Linked DNA regions of Sus scrofa: region 2 is linked to region 1. The links are chromatin contacts, called in public HiChIP or PLAC-seq maps. All regions are on one chromosome and are shown on one strand. The core of a region is the stretch at or near the end of the contact, and the rest is flanking DNA. Distances in the headings are between cores, read along the strand shown.

Region 1 (7,310 bases), core at 1,779-4,278:
GGCCAGTACAGAATAAGATCAACTGTGTCAAAAGGAACGCTTCAAAGACTTATCAGGAACACTAGAACCATCGGGCCTCATCAATAACCTGCCCAAAGCAGAACCCCATATTTAGGCTGTTCGTTCAGAACAGGAAACCATGCCCCAGCTATAGAAATGTTGTCTGAAAAGTTTCAAAATGAGTTAAATCTTTTCAAATATTTGCCCGTGCCCCTTCCCCTGCTTGTCTCCAAGCTCTTCCAACTTTGCTCAACTAAAAGCAGTAACAGTTTTTATTACTGACGCTGTCTCACTGCAACTACTTGGGAATGACATTCTGTTATTTCTCAATATGGACACACAGCAAAAAAAAAGAAAAAAAAATGACCATCTCATTTCATTCTCTCCACACCCTTTAAACAGTCATGAGCTAAATGACCACTTGTTTAAGGAAGTCATTTCAAAGCCAAAGGCATGTAGCAGTGAGAGGGCATATTCTGAGAACTGGAATCTATTTTGGATCAAAGCGCTCAGACACTATGGTTTGGTCCTGCAAACAAAGGTTTGGTCTTTGCTTTACTGGGGGCACTAAATGCATTACCTCAGGATTGTGTGATGCTGTTACCATGACTCCTATGGTAGACTTTGTCTGCTTTGACCTCAGGACAGCTAATAATCCCATTCGAAACATGACATGATCAAGACGGTCTGCTTTCGTTCGAAATCCAGCGGTCCCATATTGAAGAATGAGTCCATCAGGCTTGGCATGCGATGCTGAGTGCTTGGTAATGGCATCTAAATCCATGTCTACAAAACTAAGGAATATTTTTCAGACATAATAAGAAATCTTTCAAAGACAATTTGCTCCAAAAATTGCCATCCTAGAGTTCTTGTAATGGCTCAGCAGGTTATGGGCCTGGCATTGTCTCTGTGAGGATGCAGGTTGAATCCCTGGCCTCCCTTAGTGGGTTAAGAATGAGGTGTTGCTGTGGCTGTGGCCTCAGATGCAGCTCCAATTCAACCCCTAGCCCAGAACGTTCATGTCATAGGTGGGGCTGTAAAAAGTAAACAAAAAAACAAACAAAAAAACAAACAAACAAAAACCTTGCACCCCAAACTGAGAGATCTGATTCATTCTGAGCCTCCCCAAAGAGGAGAGGCTCTATGTTTTCTCTCTATGTTTGAGAGAAAAGAATGGTAGAAAAAATCCAGGGGGGTTAGCATTACCTGGATCATCCACTTGAGAACAGAAATCACATCGTCCCCAACAATTCCCGGGCCCTAGGCAAACTTAAAATGGTCCATTCCCAACTAAAGCGAAGATTCCTTAACTAGATTCAGAGATTCCTACAAGATCAGGGATCATCTCCTCTTACAAATAGGAAAACTTAATCCTGGGTCTCAGTTAAACAATTTAAATTTTACATGAGGAGCTGCTGACAGACACCTAAGGTCACATTCTCAAGTGGGCTGGGACCGCAGAGCAGACGAAGTACCTGGGAAATCTGTGTACTTCTGCTATTTCTCCCAGGCTACAGAGACCTATTCCCAAAGGAAAAGCAAAGGGCAAAGTCTCCTCTCCAAGACTGCCCTACCTCCTGATACACCTTGCAGTGGATTTTTGTATTTTCATAAGGGAGGATGGAGACACCCTTCTAAATTAAGCTCTGAAACCAGCAACACCTTCCTTTTACCTTTAATTTAGTTTAATTTTTTTGGCCACCCCCACGCCATGAGGAATTTCCCAGGCCAGGGATCCAACCAAGGCCACGGCAGGGACATCACCAGGTCCTTAACCTGATGAATGACACCAGGGAACTCCCACTTTAATTTTGAAAATCAAACATCGGGTTAAGGATCCAGCGTTGCTGTGAGCTGGGGTGTAGGTCGCAGATGCAGCTCAGATCCTGAGCAGCTGTGGCTGTGGCGGAGGCCCGCAGCTGTAACTCCAATTTGACCCCTAGCTTGGGAACTGCTATATGAGGTGGGTGCAGCCTTAAAAAGACAATAAATAAATAAGTAAATAAATAAATAACATCAGCCCTTAGCCCACTACTACTTTCTTCTCTGGGATACTCAGGTTTTAGGTGGAACTTGGGGCTTCCAACCTCAGCTGTATGTACTATCCACTTCCTGGACCTGCCCCATTACCAGTTAGTTCAGGGATGAACAACAGTCCCCATAGCCATCAGCCTAACTATCTTGTTTTCTTTACTTCCCTTCACTACTATTTGGATAAACAAAAGCTAAAGGAAATGGTGAAAATGTTTGCTTTTGTCCAGTTTGGAAAAAGCTGGCATTCAGGAAGTTAATTTTGACCCAGAGTCATTAAATCTACTTCACAAGCCTGAAAACGTTTTATTCAAAACTGACCAGTTAGTCAGTAATGTATCATGTTTATTCAAAAGGGCGTAAACCAGTCCCTTTTCAGCCAGAAAGTCCTTTTTTTTTTTTTTTTTTTTAAGTCAAGATAAAATGTTTCCACCCTTTAAAGCGTTTCAGGTCCTAAAACTACTTTCAAAGACCATTCGAAGGCTTTAAAAAAAGTATTTTCAAATCCAAACTGTTTCCACTCTAAGAAAATCTGAGAACTGCCCCCCTCATTCAATTTTTCCATCCAAACTTCAATACGAGTTTAGTTCCCCTCTCCTCTCGCCCCCACTTTTCCGAGTCAGCTCTGAGACTCCGCCTTGGAGGGGGACGAGCCCCCTGCCCCAGTTCGCTACCCTCGGGCCGGCGCCACCAGCCTGCTCCCGAGCCGCAGCGGTGAGTAGGTGTGTCCCGCGCCGTCCGCGAGCCAGTCCGCCTGCCTGCCCACCATCCTGTCCGTCTACCCAACCCAGGCAGACCAGAGTGTCTCCTTCCCGCCGCCGCCGAGCCTCCGGCCCAGCTCACCTCTGCAGAGAGACGCCCCCTCACCTCCACCACGCGGACCACCTCCCCCGCCGCGGCGCTGGGAATCAGACTGCGGCGCTCCGCACCAGCAGACGTGGCCCTGCGTGGCTTCCGGCCCGTCGCCCCGCCCCTCAGCCAATCACGGCGGGGGAGGGTCCGCTGGCCCCGCCCCCCTCCATGCCAGTCACGCGCGGCTCGCGCCTGCGGAACTGCGGATCCGCGTTCTGAGAGGGCTTGGGGCTGTTGCCTTTGAATGACCAGGAAGGGTGAGGCCCCCGCGGTGGCCCGGGGATTGGGGCCGAGGGTCTCGGGCCTTCAGAGCTATCCGCAACTACGCAGCCCCTGACTCCAAATTTGGGTCTCAGAGGGTGGCAGGCCCAGCTTTCCTGGGAAGCCGGGGTTCTAAGTGGTCCTGGATGGAGGATACCAGCCCCTTTTGGGGCCCCCAACGAGGTGGTCCCGGCCCCAGTGAGCGCCACTCTGCCTCCTTCACGCCCCCCATCCCCTTGCTTCTTGAGATTCATCTCCCAAACGTTTGATTACGGGAAGCCTTCTCGCCACCCCCTTACCATCGCCACCCCCCCCCCGCCCCGCTCCCGCTCCCGCTCCTGCTCCCGCTCCCGCTCCCGCTCCCGCTCGCACGAAACGTCATTTTATTTATTTACCTGTAAGACCCTTCCCACTAAGCTGGACCCCTCGCGGCTGAGGCCAGGTGGATCCAAACCGTCCAGACTCCTGGGATGCCGCCCCGGGCCAGTACAGCTCCCGGGAGAGGCGGAAAGGCCTACGTAGGAGGGGTCTGCGGCGCTAGGGCCCAAGGGCCTCAACTGTCAGTGGAGAGCAACGGGGCCCTCGAGACCCCGGAGCCGGGGAACCCAGAGCTCTGCTCCGTCGGCCCTGCGGGCCTTCCTTGCCGCGGCCAACTCCGCGCAAGCCTGAGACCTGAGTGGGTGGGCTTCGCAATCTGGGCCCCTTGCCTTTCCCAGAATTTGGGCTTGTGGAGCGTCTGCAGGTGGTGTTTACTAACCACCTGCAAAGGAATAATTCGAAACACTTGTTGAACGTCCAGATTCCCGGAACCAGATCGGAAGCAGGGGTTGGGGTAAAAGGAACTGGGAATCCGATTTTTAACGAAGTGTCTTGGGGGGTGCTGTGCTTACTAGATTTGGGGGTCAGGAGTTAAAGCAGAAAAATGTTAAGTGTCTCGGTTTGTGCCCCTAGCTCTCGGTGAGTAATAGCGCCCCTGAAAAGCTGTTTCTGAGGAAAGGGAGCTGCGGGAAATTTCGCTGGGCACCGCTGGACGTTGACAAAGCTGGTGTCTCTGGGCCTTTCCAGTTTTCCTGACAGGTTGATTTTGAGTCAACATGTCCGCTTCAATGAAAGAATGCCTTCAACTTCAGCTGCTGGAGATGGAAATGTTGTTTTCTATGTTTCCTAACCAAGGAGAAGTAAAACTTGAAGATGTAAATGCCCTGACAAATATAAAGAGATATTTGGAGGGCACAAGGGAGGCACTGCCACCAAAAATCGAATTTGTGATTACACTCCAGATCGAGGAGCCCAAGGTAGGTGCCCTGAGTTGTGTTAATTGTTGCCAGGTGCCCAGTTTTTATTGGAAACACTTGGAAGGAGCGCGTCCTGTCCAAGAAGCACATAGAGGATATTCCAGATGGCTTTGTCTTGGATTATTCCTTTACTTGTTTGAAAGCAAAATATGGGATGCCCTGTAAATTGTCTTCAATAAAGATTTTGAATTTTGCATACACATACACACCTTTTAAACAAATATGCTTCATGTTTTTCCTAAACACAGCTTGCAATCTTACACTGCCATTATTATTCTGTTCACTCATCCAGTTTTTTTTTTTTTAACCAACCCAACTATTGTAATGTGGATCGTTTTGTATATATATCACAAATCTAAATGTTACCTTTAGCAAAACTGGCTTTTCAGGAGTGAATGACTATTTTTGGGGAGGCCCCATGACACCAAAAGCAAATATAGAAAGGAAATTTACAGTCTGAAAATGAATTTACCTTCATATTCTGATCCATTTATCTCCAGCAGTAGATAAGTGGATAGCATAGCACAGGTACCAAGGGGACAGGCATTTGAGACCTACTGTGCTAGCTACTTCCTATTCAGCCTTCAGTTATAATGCAGTCCCTCTAGTTACACATTGCTGTGGACCCCTGCACTTGATCATGGCAATGCTTCTCATTGTTGAGATGAAACACTTGGTGAATGTCTGTCTCCATCACTAAGCTCTAGACGTCGTGAAGGGCAGAAATAGTGTCTAGCTTCTTCATGTCTTTATTTCGGCATAGGGTACCTGACACATGGTAGGTATTTGATGCATATTGGTATGAATGAATGAATGCATAAAAGGAATTTATGTATGTAAAAGTGTGCAGTGTCTGGAACATAGCCGACACGTAATAGTAGCACTATCTATTACCTTTATCAAAATCATGCAGTGGCCATTGATAAACTAGCATATGTGATCTTACAGTACTGAAATCTATTTGATTTTCATTTTAAGGTGAAAATTGACTTGCAAGTAACCATGCCTCACAGCTACCCCTATGCAGCACTGCAGCTGTTTGGACGGTCATCTGAACTTGACAGACAACAGCAGCTGCTTCTCAACAAAGGTCTCACTTCTCACATAGGGACCTTTGACCCAGGGGAGCTCTGTGTGTGTGCAGCCATCCAGTGGTTACAAGACAACAGTGCCTCCTACTTCCTGAACAGAAAGCTCGTTTATGAACCGTCTACACAAGCCAAGCCAGTCAAGAACACCTTCCTCCGAATGTGGATCTACAGTCACCACATATATCAGCAGGACCTAAGGAAGAAGATTTTGGATGTTGGGAAAAGGCTAGAGGTGACGGGATTTTGCATGACCGGAAAGCCTGGTATAATCTGCGTGGAGGGCTTCAAAGAGCACTGCGAGGAGTTCTGGCACACAATTAGATACCCCAACTGGAAACACATCTCCTGTAAGCACGCTGAGAGCATGGAGACAGAGGGTAACGGGGAGGAGCTGCGCCTTTTCCATTCTTTTGAAGAATTACTCCTCGAGGCTCATGGGGACTATGGACTAAGGAATGACTATCACATGAATCTGGGCCAGTTCTTAGAATTTCTCAAGAAACACAAAAGCGAGCATGTTTTCCAAATATTATTTGGGATTGAAAGCAAAAGTTCAGACTCCTAGGAAGCCATTCAGAGGCCTATGCTTGTAATCTCACCAAGTGAGTATTTCTGTTAAGAAGACCAAAATTAAAGGACCAGTGGCCCTGTAGCATCAGCTGTGGGAAACCTCGCTTCAGCATTTTTCCCTGGTAATGAAACACATAGGCCTTTTAGCTTTATAACAGTGCAGTTGTGATGTTACTTCTGTGTCCTCATGTGAACTGAAAACTGTTTAACTGTTAAGTAATAAAAGCCAGTCAGTTTAACCACTGAAGCTGATTGATTACAAAGGAATCCAAAGCCCGGTTCAATGGCAGGAGTCAGACTGCCACTCTCAGCTCAAATACGAATAACATTTCTCCTTTCTCTGATGCCGGCCTGCAGATGACACCCCCACATCTTCTTTCATTTTCGGAGAAGGATTCTCAAGTTTAAAATGAGAACAAAGAGCGAGCACATGTTTATTACCTTTCTTCCTTTAACTTAAACCCCCTATTTTATTTTTCTCTTTTCTTTTAGTAAAAGCAGATCTTAACTGTGAGGAATGGAGAGCCATGAAGTCACAGGAATAAGACAGGGATACCATGTCGTGTGTTATTTACATCAGTTGATTAATGGTACTAAGAAGAGCGATACCAGTATTGTTAGTTCAGTTCTCCACTGGGCAAGCTCTGGCCTCTGGTCAGCCAAATCTTGATATTTGACCTGCAAGCAACTACGCCTCACTACTCCCCCTGTGCAACGTTGCAGCTCTCTGGCCCGGCAGTGTGAGTGGCAGCCTTTGTCCTGCGCTGGCAGGCATGGTTCTCCATGGCAAGAGCATTGGGAGAGGACCAGTGTGGATGGCTCTGCACTGCCACCTTCCTGGGGAACAAAAGTCAGGCCCTGCATTTTGGTGACATCACTGCCATCCCTTCTGAAAAATACCAAGCTCCACAAGCTTCACCAGCCTTCTTCAAAATGAGTTTATCTTAATGAAAATAACCCATATTTAAGTAGCTCTTGCCAAACCTTTTCACTACAAAGTGGCTGCCCCTCCCCTGGAAAATCCAGGAGTCTCATCTGCATTAGGGAACTTTGCCAGCTGCCTCCCTCAGCTTCCTCGGCTCTCATTCCCTACTACTGCCCTGTCTGGGAAGCATTTCATTCTGCTGGGTCCCAGGCGCCACACTGATGGCCTGGTCCCCTCAAGACGCCAAAGCCATGTGCTGAGATTCAGTGCCATGGCGGGGACGCC
Region 2 (7,310 bases), core at 2,538-5,037, 130 kb before region 1:
GATCCTCAAACTTAAGTGTGCCTCTGGATCCCAGGAAACGTGTTGAAATCTAAGTTCGGATTCAGCAGGTCTGGTGTGGGACCGAGACAAGGCATTGCTAAAAAGCTCCCAGGTGATTCAAGATTGCCAGTGGAGGTGGCGGAGGTGGGGGGTAGGGGAATGAGGGCGCAGGGATGAGGTACTCGGCTTTGAGTATCCCAGAAGCTCAAAGCATCTGGAGAAACAAACTCAAAATTCCATCCTTCCGAGGGAGGCGGAGCCTGCCCGGCAGCAGAAAGGCGTGCCCCGCTGCGTTGGGGAGCCCACACGCCACAGCCCGCCTTACCCCAGGATCAGCAGCGCGCTCTGCAGCTGTCTCCGCACCTCCAGGAACACACGCACTTGCGCCCCAGCCGCCGCCATTGCGGGCGACCAGGGCCCGGGGTTCGCAGCGGCAACACGTGCAGCCCGAGCTGGAGCTGCGGCGGCAGCGGAGGTGCCGGCGTCGTGGATCCGGAGCTCGGCTGCTCGACTACTCGCCAGCCCACAGCGCCACCAGACGGGCGGAGAGTGCGCCGCCTCGAGACTGGTTCTGGCGGTCACCGGCAGTTTCTGATCCGAGCTTGGGGGCTGATCTCTGAGAAACGTGGGCAGAAGAGCAGAACTACCCTCCCACTCTGTTTCTTAAGGGCGCCACCCGGTGCGTCAGGCTCCCTGGATATGACCTTCAGAGTAAGATCCCAAGTACTCTCCCTTGGCTAGTGCGGGTAGGGATGAGGCTGGACGAGAGGGAGATGATAGGCGGGCACTGTCATCAGGACTAAGACCCATCCCACACACACTTTATCTTGGCTTTGTTGTTATTTTTAATGGACTACAGCCTTTTTCTTTAATGAACGCTGGTCGGTCGTATTTTAGTTCTCTTCTGAGGCAACAGATGTCCAGAATTGACTTGGCATTGCTTCTAAATTTAGGCTGGATCGCTCCAAAATGGAAACGGTTGCAAAAATGTGAGATGTTTCCTGTTATCTCTGCTGTTATATCCAGTATCATGAAGCACAGGATTATGCATGTCTATAACCTTTGAAAAGAGGAAGATGAGAATGATTCCACATGTACATTTTCACTATTCACTTTTGCAAAGGTAAAAATTGACTCAGGGGAGTTGTAATTTATTTCATTGCTATTAGAAAATGATTTTGGAAAGTTTCACCCACTGAAGAAAAGGATCTAGTATAAAGTAAATAGTTATCATGGGAAAATATTAAAATATAAGGCTACAGTAGAATTATAATACGAATATATTTTTTAGAGCAAGAGGCTTTAAAAGAAAAACAATGTTCACTTGTATGCGGAAAAATCATGTTTATTGATGTTCTACTTTATCATTTTAAGGTTGTAATTACCACACACTAAACATATTAATTTCAAGATTTTCTAGGAGTTCCTGTCCTGGCTCAGTGGTTAACAAACCCAACTAGAATTCATGAGGATGCTGGTTCAATTCCTGGCCTTGCTCAGTGGGTTAAGGATCTAGTGTTGCCCTGAGCTGTGGTGTAGGTGGTAGACACCACATAGATCCCCTGTTGCTGCAGCTCTGATTTGACCCCTAGCCTGGGAACCTCCATATGCTGCCCAGTGCAGCCCTAAAACAACAAACAAAAAAAGATTTCCAAATGAAAATAAAGCCATGTCCCTCGAGGGGTACTAGATTAAGACAATTTTTCTAAAATATTTATATGGAGTTTTTAAAGCTCATTTTGTTTCACAAAATCCTACATCCATCAGAATTCAAATTCATGGATGGAGGTAACAACCCAATTAAAAGAATTAAATTTACTGGTATTTCATCACAACAATGGTGATGAAGGGTAGTGTTTTTTTGTTTTGTTTCTTTGTTTTTTGGGGGCTACACCCACAGCATATGGAAGTTACCAAGCCAGGGATTGAATGCAAGTCACAGCTGCAACCTACCCCACAGCAGTGGCAACCCTGGATTCTTTAACCCACTGTATTGGGCCGGGGATCAAACCTGAGCCCAGGCAGTAGGATTCTTAACCCACTGTGCCACAATAGGAACTCCAGGGCGATGGGTTTTTTTTTGTTGTTTTGTTTTGTTTTGTTTTTTGCTTGTTACGGCTGCATCTGGATCATATGGAAGCTCCCAGGCTAGGGGTCGAATCAGACCTACAGCTGCTGGCCTATGCCACAGCAACTTGGGATACAGCCGAGTCTTCGACCTATACCACAGCTCAAGGCAACGCCGGATCCTTGACCCACTGAGCATGGTCAGGGATCGAATCTGCATCACCATGGATCCTAGTCAGGTTCATTAACCGCTGAGCCACAAAGGGAACTCCCTCCAGGGTGATTTTTTTTTTTTTTTTTTTGTCTTTTTTGCCTTTTTTTCTAGGGCCACATCTGAGTCATGTGGAGGTTCCCAGGGTAGGTAGGGGTCTAATCAGAGCTGAAGCGCTGGCCTGCGCCAGAGCCACAGCAACTTGGGATCTCTGCCACGTCTGCACCTACACCACAGCCCACAGCAACGCTGGATCCTTAACCCACTGAGCAAGGCCAAGGATCAAACCTGCAACCTCATGGTTCCTTGTCAGATGTGTTACCACTGAGCCATGACGGAAACACCCCAGGGTGATGGTTTTGATGAAAGAAATTTTCCCATAGTAAGATACGGGGAAGTCATTCTGGCTTAAACATGATTTGACCTGAACTTAAGGTTAACCAATAGAGCCTATTCGTGGTCTATTAAATAAACATTGTACATCTGCCTTAACCATAAAGAAAATAATGCATTAAAAAAATAACAATGGCATAACTGTGGTTCAGGCATTCAAATGGAGCCAGGTGGCCATCGTGGATATGGCTTCAGACACATTCCTGTATCACTAAGAATCTGAATTTTCTAAACTATATCACTCAGACTCAAGGACACCCTCAGCCTTTCTCAAAACAACATCTGCTAGCAGCTGTCAGCTGCAACCTTATAGTCTCAAGGCCTCCCCTTATAAGTATACAATTTCAGAGCTGGACCAATCCTTATTTAACAAGGACCCTTCCTTTCTGCCAGCTCTAATCTTAATTCTTGACGAATAATTTACGTGACTTTGTGTCTTTTGCTGTTATAAGCCTCCAGCATTCTGTAGTCTGGTGGAACACAATTCAAATACATCTTCAGTCTGTGTCTCCCAGGCTATAGTCCTCAATTTGGCTTAAATAAAACTCTTTTCTATCCCTGTCATATATTAGTTTATTGATTATTTCCCTCCACAATGTCAACTCTGCATATCTCCCACCATTAACATCAAAGATTTTAGGTATTTAAATGCTGCCACATTATGTTGAAACATGTAACATTCTTAACACAGGATACCGTACATATTGATGTTTGTTTTTAAGGATTGTTATATTTTATATTTAGTCACACATTCTCAAGAAAAATCTATGATTTTTTGACCCGACATTTTAGGTGAAAGGAGGCAATCCTCCATGGAACTACATGATTTGGGGTTCTAGAATCAAAATAAGTTCCTAATATGATAACAACTATCTATCTCCTAACTTCGAAAGTCTTCTAACTTCTCTGGGCTTAGAATTAGTTAAGCAAAAAAAGCTGTTTTCGATTCCTAGCATCACGCGGAATTGGGATTGGCGCGGGCTGGCTGAAAATACCTGTTACCTCCCCTTCCATCCCCCTCCCTCAATAGGCGGCAGTGGGCCGCTTCCCCAACAGTCCGCCTGAGGGCGCTGTGGCGACAGCCAGCGCCGGGAGGCGAAGAACCGACCGGGGGCGGGGACGAAGGGCCGCGGACGTCGACGCCGGCGTGGGCGCGGGCGCGGTGTACGCTGGGAGCTGTCACTAGGCCCTCCGGCTCCCGGCCTCCGTGTCGCTGCCGCGGTTGCCAGGAGAGCGGCGCCGGCAGGGAGCGGTCGAGCCCGAGGAAGGTAACAGCGTCCCCGCCCCCAGCGCGGTCGCGAGGCCGGCCGGCCGCCCCTAGTGGCCCCCTCGGCCCGGCTCGTTCCGGAGCCGCCGGGACGCCCCGCGGGCGGGCAGGTGTAGTGTCGGGGGTTTGGCGCCCCGGCCCCGCCTGGAGCTGCGAAGCCGGCCGGACGCCCTCCGGTTGCCGTGGGAGCGGTAGCTACGCGGGGCCCGCGGCCGAGCTCGGGCGGGGGGCGCAGCGGCGGTCAGGGCCCGGCGGCCGGAGGCGGGGCCAGGGCGTCGGGTGGCCAGGCCGAGACTCCTGCTCAGGGGCCGCGCGGTGCGCGGGGTTGGGGTGGCCGTCGCACCTGTGCGCGGAAAGCGCGCGGAGTCCCTTCTTTGTTGGGCGAATTGAGGCGTCGCGCGGTCTCTTCCATCTGGGGGGTTCTTTTAATATTAAGAGGACGCGCGAATGGTCTCCCTCGTTAAGGTTCCGTGGGAGGTGGGAAAAGAGTGTAGAAGTTTAATCGAGGAAGTCCGATTAGTCACCAGGAAGTTGTTAACTAAGCTCACCTTTGATTCCCAAGCCTTTTGAAGTTGCAACATAACAATAGTCACTTGTTTGGTCTCCATCCTTCTCACTTACCCTGAGGGAAGGGACGAAGTGGCACAAGGCTACTTTTTGAGCTAAGTAAATACTGTTTTGGTTATTCTTAGACTTTCTTAGAGTTCTATGAAGTTTAAGAACTATGAAGATTGGAAAAAATCTGATTTGGAGATCGTAGTTAAAGCAATCAAAACATTGGGGGGGGGAAATTACAAAAAAAGATACCAAACTGTTTGCCCCATACGTAAGTCATGACGCATCGAAGGACAAAAATTCTCCAAGTTCAGTGCTGTTGCCTGTCTTGATGTAGACATAAGATCTTGCATTTTACTGTGGATATTTGCTGTTTTTTGTTTTTTTGTGCTAAGCATCACTCCACCTGATAACAGTGATTTAGTTGAGCTGACAGAAGTTATAGCAAGAGTAAATTAAAACCACTTGTAAGACAAATGCTTTATTTTAAAATGATCACTTTCAAGCATTCTGAAGTAAATCGTTCCTCAGAATTACTTTTTTTTTTTCTTTTTACTGCCACACCTGTGGCATATGGATGTTCTCAGGCTAGGGACCAAATCGGAGCTGCAGCTGAGGCCTAAGCCACGGCCATGGCAACACCAGATCCAAGCCACATCTGTGACCTATACCCTTGTGGCAAGGCATGTCCCTTAACCCACTGATGGAGGCTGGGGATTGAACCTGCATCCTCACGGACACTATGTCAGGTTCTTGATAGACTGAGCCATAACAGAAACTCCCAGAATTACTTAACATTAGCAGATCTCCAGGTGTTTCTGATTATTAAGAACCAGCGACTTGAAGAATTAAAAACGTCTAATACACAAACCAGAAAACTTGACACCATAGCCAAAATGTTAAATGTAAATGTTAATTCAAAATTTGACTATATACAGTCAAAGGCGTCCTATTTAATAGTTAAACTAGTGGAAGGAACTCTGGCCTAGGAATGAGAGGTTTATCTGGCTGACCAGGTGTGATCTCTCTAGGCATCAGTTTTGTCATGTATTGAAGAGAATTTCCTAAGATCAGAGATTTACAAACTGATGTTTGCCTTGAACAGTGTTCTGAATCCATTAGTAGGCTTATTTCCTCAAAAGAGTGTTCATGGCCAATAATTTGGAGGCACATTGGGTTACATTAGATTTAACTTTTGGCTAGCTTTTAACTATAAGACTTCTTAAAACCTTTACTGCTGTTAATATGCATGTAAACTTGCAGATTGTAAGCTTCCAGAGAGCAAATTTTCTAATGGCCAACATGTTAACATCTTCTAGGGTATAATTACATTGAATACCTATTTGAAAATTAATTGTAATTGAGCTGAGTCCCCTTTCATCTCTCTAAAATTCCTTGAATTATGTTCTTTGATGGCTTCCAGTTTAAGCTTTCTGGAGCATGAAAATCTAGTGGCAACTCACTGGTAAAACAAAAGGCTTATATTTTTCTTGGTAAGGTATTAAGGATTCACAAAGGTTTCTGTGAGCCTTAATGCTTTAATTTATGGCAGAGGAGTATCTTTTTCTAGTCTCTTTCTCTCTCTCTTTTTTTAAGGGTCTCAACCACGCCATATGGAGGTTCCCAGGCTAGGGGTCAAATTGAAGCTGTAGCCGCCAGCCTACACCACAGCTCACAGCAACATCGGATCCTTAACCCACTCAGCAAGGCCAGGGATCAAACCCACATCCTCATGGATAGTAGTCAGGTTCATTAACCACTGAACCACTATGGGAGCTCCTCTTTTTCTAGTCTCTTTTCTATAATTGTAATTAAGTCATGTTTGAAATTTAATTTTATGGTCAAGCTATTGATTTTATGATTTTATTAAGAATGGCATTATAAAGTTCCAGGTAAAGACTTCTTGATAATGGCATTGTTTTTATGAATGATTCGCCTTTCTAGTCATGAATTCTTAAACTATGAAATGTGATAAAAACCACTTGAAAGGTACTTCAATAATTGATAACTGATTTTAAGAGCTTAGGTCACTGAAATGAGTTAAGGGTTATATGTGAATTATAAAGCAGTTATTTCTAAATGGTATTCGACACTTAGATCCTGTTTGTAAGCAATCTCAAATCATTGTCACCATCACACAATCAGTGTGGCTCTGTCTTTCTAGTCTTTGTTACCTCGTTAGGGGTGGGCACTGTTAAAGTGCTTCTTTGTTTGAAGGGAACAGTACATTTAATTTTAATAGCTAAACCTTAATTCAGTTAAGTTTTCTCCCTGAAGTGAAACTCTTAAGTAGAAAGATGGACCTGCCATTTTTGTGTAACAGCTAACAGTTTTTATTGAACATTTGTTGTGTGAAAGCCAATACTTTTGACACCTTTGTCTTTGAATTTGTGTTTTCTTTTTCTTTCTTGTGTTCACCTACCCCCTCCTCCCCGCACCCACCAGCCATCCAAGCCTAAAACCTCAATGACTTTTCATTGCATGGGTCAAAGATACCATCTAACATTTACCCCAGGGGGAAATTTACATGTAACAGTGTGCACTTATTTTGTGTACCTTATATGCACACCCATGTCACCACCACTACAACCAGGCTTTAGAGCCTGTCAACACTCAGTCCTGTATTGTTAGGATTCTGTTCTCTTTGAATGCTCTCCTTGTCCCTGCATATCCAAATCATATCTATTAAATCCTAGCTCAAATGCCATGTTGTCTGTGAATCCTTTATTGATTATCTTATTTTGAAGTAATTACCTTCTTTTTTGACTTTCCTGTTTACGTTTTTTTGAACATTCTTTTCTGTATTCCATGGTGGTA

Evidence for each region. HiChIP or PLAC-seq counts read pairs in DNA pulled down with a chosen protein or histone mark.
Region 2: an H3K27ac HiChIP or PLAC-seq map of skeletal muscle shows a contact between it and region 1. The contact joins the promoter of DOPEY1 here to the promoter of RWDD2A in region 1. A contact is called at or near these places in 1 of 5 promoter capture datasets (fetal liver), 6 of 47 Hi-C or Micro-C datasets (heart right ventricle, liver, psoas muscle and 2 more) and 2 of 2 datasets of contacts at active chromatin or transcription factors (alveolar macrophages and skeletal muscle).

Annotation. Positions count from the first base shown.
Region 1 is chr1:82,999,301-83,006,610 of Sscrofa11.1, reverse strand. RWDD2A (RWD domain-containing protein 2A) reads left to right here and starts at 3,028. Exons shown (of 3, transcript XM_013992798.2): 1 at 3,028-3,140; 2 at 4,096-4,439; 3 at 5,418-7,310. The coding sequence starts at 4,239. The coding sequence ends at 6,095. PGM3 (phosphoacetylglucosamine mutase) reads right to left here and starts at 2,989. Exons shown (of 14, transcript XM_001924419.5): 1 at 2,875-2,989; 2 at 581-794. The coding sequence starts at 784.
Region 2 is chr1:83,133,918-83,141,227 of Sscrofa11.1, reverse strand. It overlaps DOPEY1 (protein dopey-1), which reads left to right and starts at 3,787. Exons shown (of 37, transcript XM_021091876.1): 1 at 3,787-3,939. It overlaps UBE3D (E3 ubiquitin-protein ligase E3D), which reads right to left and starts at 749. Exons shown (of 10, transcript XM_021091912.1): 1 at 326-749. The coding sequence starts at 402.